Linked DNA regions of Mus musculus: region 1 is linked to region 2. The links are chromatin contacts, called in public Hi-C maps. All regions are on one chromosome and are shown on one strand. Each heading gives the region's core, a stretch centred on a gene start, on an enhancer-like site or on the middle of the called end of the contact. The rest is flanking DNA. Distances are from core to core; before and after follow the strand shown. Region 1 has its middle 270 kb from the start of Zfat. Region 2 has its middle 260 kb from the start of 1700012I11Rik.

Region 1 (2,816 bases), core at 94-2,593, 510 kb after region 2:
AACCCAGGTGTGACAGTGCATGCCCATTATCCCTAAACTGTGAGGTATAGACACACGTGTGTGTGTGTGTGTGTGTGTGTGTGTGTATGTATGTATGTGTGTGTGTGTGTGTATACATATACATATACATATACATATACATATACGCATACGCATACGCATACGCATACGCATACGCATACGCATACGCATACGCATACGCATACGCATACGCATACGCATATATACATATATACATATACATATACATATACATATATATATATATATATATATATATATATATATATATAGCTTTGAGACAAGTTCTCACTATGTCGCCTTGGCTATCCTGAAACTCACTATACAGACAAGACTGGTCTAGGACTCAAAGAGATCTCCCTGCATCTGTCTCCCAAGTGCTGGGACTAAAAATAAATATGCCTACCTGACAAATATTTTAATTTCAAATGACTGTTGTAAGTAAATAAGCATATAAAACAATTGACTGGTAGAAAATATTTGCAAAATTCATACTCAAGAAAGGACTCATACCCATAATTTTCAAAAACGACATATATCCTATAACACAAAACAATCAAAGGATGGGAAAATTATGCATAGAAGTGTCATCAGTTATGAAATGGCTAATTTATACATTGCAGGTGCTAATATAGGGATATGAACAAAACCACAGCAAAATACATTCCCACAGAGAGTAAGTATAATACAGGAAAAGGATTAAAGCTGAATTCTGAAGACGTAGAAACATGGGTAATAGCACATCACCAGTGATAAGGACGTTGTGCAAACACTTTGGAAAACATTCCAGCAGTTTCTAGAATGTTAGACACGGACCTGAGAGGAGCCACTGATCTACTCTTAGTTCTCTATTCAAGGGCAAGGAAAATGTTGAATAGCATGTGAATATTCACTGCAGTCTTGTTCAAATAGAAAAAGTTTCAAGTAAGCTATGTGTCTATTAATTGTGGGATAGATCACTGAAGTGTAATGTATTCACTAAAGTGAATAGGATTTAGCAATAAGGAATTGAGATGGCTCATTGAGTAAAAACAGATGACACCAGACCTGACAAGTCCCCAGAACCCGCATGATGGAAGAACAAAAGCTGTCTCCTTCCTGCAACCAGTCTTCCAAACTCCACATCCATACACATCGAGACATGCATGTGTATACACACATAAGAAATAAATTAATAAGAAAACAACTTTAAAATGCAATAATGATGCATGCCACAGCACCAGATGAGGTTCATTTTCATGACATTAAGTGAAATAAGCCAGATACAAAAAGCCTCATATTACGTAATTCTGTAAAAGAAACTCAAGAATAAGCAAAATACAGAACCAAAAATAAAGTGCTGGTTGCTTGGAGCTGTGGTTGGAAACATGGATTAATATAGACACATGTGATCTTGTCGTACGGATAAAAAAAATGTCTTGAAATTGATTTACAGTGATGGCTGCATTTGGCAAGGTTACTAAATATAATTGAATTGTATATTCAAGCTGAGTGAATTTAATGTTATATAAATAAAATTCAATAAGCCTATTAAGAAACAATAAGCCAAAACAGCAGTGTTATGGACTGAATGTTCACATATCCCAACATGGCTGCAATTGTATCTGACCCCTGGGAGGTAATTAGATAATGAGTGTGGAATGTTGGTGAATGAGAGCTTCCCTGCCTCCCCCTCCATACTTTCTTCCATGTAATGATAGCTGTCTGCCATGCAGAAGAAACCCTTCCCACAAGCCCCACACCACCAGCATTTGCCATGTCAAATTTGTGACCAATGACTTTGGTCTCCAGGACAGTGAAAAATTAAACCTGAACAAACCAGCCTCTTGCCATTCTTTAAAACAGCTGAGCTGACTAAAAGATAAAATGTGGATGGAAGGGAGACTGGGTCAGAGTGTTTGCTGTGCAAGCTTGGGAACCTGAGTTCAAATCCCCACCACCCATTTAACAGGTCAATGTAGCTGTACCCATATCCCCAGTATTGAGGGGTATGGGAAGCAGAGACAGGAGGATTGTTCAGCTTGCTGGCCACCAGCCTTGTTCCAGATTCATCAAGAGACCCTACCTTCAAGGAGTGATAGAGGGGTAGATCTGGACACTCAACACACCCTCTCCTGGCCTCCATATGTCCAGAGGCTATGCACACACATGGGTATACATCATATATATATCTCACACAAGTAAAATGAAATATCAAATATCAACACATGTTTAAAACAGAGAACAGTCTGGAATGCAAACTTTTGCTTTCTTTAAGTTTGAAATATCTCACATTTTCCAATTTTAACAATAAATCGGTAAAGATGTTTACTACTTGAGACACAAGGTTGTCCATGGGGCTGTATCTTGCCATGACTGGAAAGTACTTCTGAGGTAGCTATATCATTGTTATTGTTGCTTTATGAGTTATCGAAAATCTATGCTTGGTAATTGCTTTAGTGGTTTTTACTCATCTTCAGCAATACTTGACTTATAACTGGGCTCAGAGGAGATCACTGTCAGCTTAAATCAGTGCCTTCTCTTCTCCCAGATCCAATGAGAGAATTTCCACAGATACCTTAGCCACTCAAGAGTTTCTTCCTGAGAATGCTGAATCTTCTAATTAGAAAATATTGCTGTCATAGTGAATAGATACGGTGATGTGAGATGAACAAGAGGAACCAGGAGATAAGCAGACTCATTTGCTCAGTGATTCTCTTATCCACGCAGTCCCCTCTCAGCCACTGATAACCAAAGCTTACTCCCACAAGTGCAAATTATTCTTTCTACAAACCTTGGGTCAAATTCAACATTTT
Region 2 (2,700 bases), core at 65-2,564:
GTATATTTTAAAATTTTTATTCTTTGCTTGTATATTAAATCCTGACCACAGTTTGCCCTCCTTCATCTCCTCCCAGCTTCCTCTCTCCCCCAGATCCACTCCTCCTCTGCTTCCCCCCAGAAAAGAGCAGGCCTTGCCTAAATATCAACCTAACATGGCATATCAAGTTACAATAAGACTAGGCACCTCCCCTCGTATTAAGGCTGAATGAGGCAACCCAGTGGGAGGAAAGGGTCACAAAAGCAAGGTCAAGAGACATAGACAGCCTCTGCTTCCATTATCAGGAGTCCAATAGCACACCAAGCTACACAACCATAACATATATGAATATGACCTAGGTCAGACCCTTGCAGGGCCCCTGATTGAGACCCTATGAACTCTGGTTAGTTGCTTCGGTGGGTTTTCTTGTGGTGTCTCTGAACTGTCTGGCCCCTACAGTCATGAGAAAGAAGAATGTCTGGTTTGAATGAAGATATGGGGGCACAGCTGTCACTATGTTACTCTCTGTTACTCCTGCCTCTCAGTAGCCATGAGGAAAGAGGTATTTTTGTGAAGACAGATGAAATGACGCCATTCGCATTACAGTTCTTGTTTCTGCCACTCCTTTTGATATTAACCTGCATTTGACTTTAACTTTTCTGCCACGGCCTCTGGGCCTCAGGATGGTATGGTTTTTTTGCTGGGTCTTGAGCAGAGAAAGATATAAGGAAAGTAGCATTTAAGAGTTTCTGGATTTCTTTTGGGAAATTTAATCAAGGTGCTCCACCCTCTGTGGTACAGAGGTTGAGATGGAAGAAGGTAGGTGGAAGATTGTGGCAAGGAGTAAATACACTGATGATGACTGGGAAACGTGGAAAGCAAGAAGGGGAATACTTCCCTTGTTCATACTTGTAAATACTATGTATATAAGTACTTATCTTTGGAGTTCTACTTACTACACGAAGATATTCAGATGATTTGAGACCATACTTGTCCTATTTACTTGACAGAATGCTTCTCTGGGTTCAGTGTGAGTAAACTTTCAGAAGGCAGTGAGTCAAGTGATAAAGCCAAGGCTGACACACTTAAGCATAGACACTGCCTGAATACCTCCCTGCCCTGTTCCATACAGTGTGAAAACAGATGGTGCTCAGAAAGGCTATTGCAAGCTATTTTATTGCTCCATCCATGCTTATTACATTGGAAGTGGCTCTTCTGTCTGGCTGACTTTTGGCCCTCCTCCGGAAGTTCTGTGCCAGTTTCATTGCTTCTACAGTTTAGGCCAAGTGACATGTAGGGTGTACCCTGGAAACTACTCCCAACTTCCTCAGAAAAACACTTCACTTTCAGAATGACTAAGGCAGCACCCGAGGTGCCATGGTCTGAATATGTGTGTCCTCTGTGGTAGTTATGTTGCAACTGAATCTCTAGTCCATCAGTACTGGGGGTGGAGCTTTAGGCAGGGATTAGGCAATGAAGGCCCTACACTCAGTGATGAGTTTAGCACCTTCTTAAAATGACTGGAGGGAATTATCTATACTCTTTGCCCATTTGTTTCTTTTGTCATATGAGGAGACATCCATTCCCACTGGAGAATGTACAAGAGAATCTAGGAAGTAGCCAAATTGGAAGCAGAGATTGGGTTATTGGCAGACAAAGAACCCAGTGGAACTTTCACTTTGACTTTCCAACCTCCAAAATGTCAAATAATATATTTTTATGGTGTATACTACACTTGTTATCCAGTCTCGGATATTTTAATAAAGAAATGAATTGACCAATACAATGGCCTTTAGTGCTAAGAAATAGCAGTGTCCTTTGCCTCGAAGGAAAGGGGTATAGGTCCCATTTTCTAGCATCCAGGACCTCTGATGGTAATACAGTCTCCAAAGAGATGTACTAAGAACTGTGTCTCTGTTTTGTACAAAGAACTTCCATGAGAGTCAAGCCTGATAAAGCTGTTTCCAAACTCCCTGATTTTTGTAGACTAATGTTTCACATCTTACTGACACCTAGGAGGCAAATCAAATTCTGACCCAGAGATGACTGTGGTAAAAATATCTCCACAGGATTGTTGGACTAATCTACACGAGGCTATACTACCCAAATCCGAGGTATATAGAGCAGCCTAAATTCCATGGACTTGTTGGATCTTTGAATGAGTATCTTCTTATATTTACTCATTGAGCTCTCCAGTGTCCCATGTCCTAGGCTTGGAGAAGAGAGAATACTAGAGTTAAGTTTCTTATTTTATGCAATTTACATTCTAAAGGAAAAAGAGACATTAACCTAGCTAGCAAATAATTGTAGTTAGTCCTCCATTTTTAGATGTTCCACATTCCTAGATTCAACCAATCATATGCCGAAAATATTTAGGAAAATTTTTGTACTGAAAGTGCACACTCTCCTATCATATTCTTTAAATTAGTTACAATATAGCAACTAATTGTAGAGTGTTTCATTTCAGTAGATAGCATAGGTAATCAAGAGATGATTTCAAATCTTCAGGAAAGTGTGCATAGGAGTTACACCTGAGTACTATGCTAATTAATATGAGAGACTTAAACATCTGAAGATTTCAGCATCCATTGTGGATCCCTGGACCAATCTACACTTTTTATTGATGGACAGCCAATATGTGACACACTCCAGTGGGTAATATTCTAAAGAGATTTCATGTCTGATAAAAACAAATAGAGATTACTGACTGCTTGTGCTCAA

Evidence for each region. A called contact is a pair of places that touch in the nucleus more often than the background predicts.
Region 1: a contact with region 2 is called in a Hi-C map of bone marrow-derived macrophages, with 14 read pairs. The contact joins two enhancer-like sites. A contact is called at or near these places in 2 of 484 Hi-C or Micro-C datasets (bone marrow-derived macrophages and nephron progenitors) and 1 of 115 datasets of contacts at active chromatin or transcription factors (fibro-adipogenic progenitors).

Annotation. Positions count from the first base shown.
Region 1 is chr15:67,988,463-67,991,278 of GRCm38.p6, forward strand. No RefSeq gene overlaps it. Among named protein-coding and RNA genes, the nearest start is that of Zfat, 270 kb to the right of the region's middle. Within about 2 kb of position 1,344, at least 8 of the 459 cell types and tissues checked have an H3K27ac peak or open chromatin away from gene starts, as enhancers often do. A contact at or near this core is called in bone marrow-derived macrophages, where this site is marked.
Region 2 is chr15:67,480,572-67,483,271 of GRCm38.p6, forward strand. No RefSeq gene overlaps it. Among named protein-coding and RNA genes, the nearest start is that of 1700012I11Rik, 260 kb to the left of the region's middle. Within about 2 kb of position 1,315, at least 42 of the 459 cell types and tissues checked have an H3K27ac peak or open chromatin away from gene starts, as enhancers often do. A contact at or near this core is called in bone marrow-derived macrophages, where this site is marked.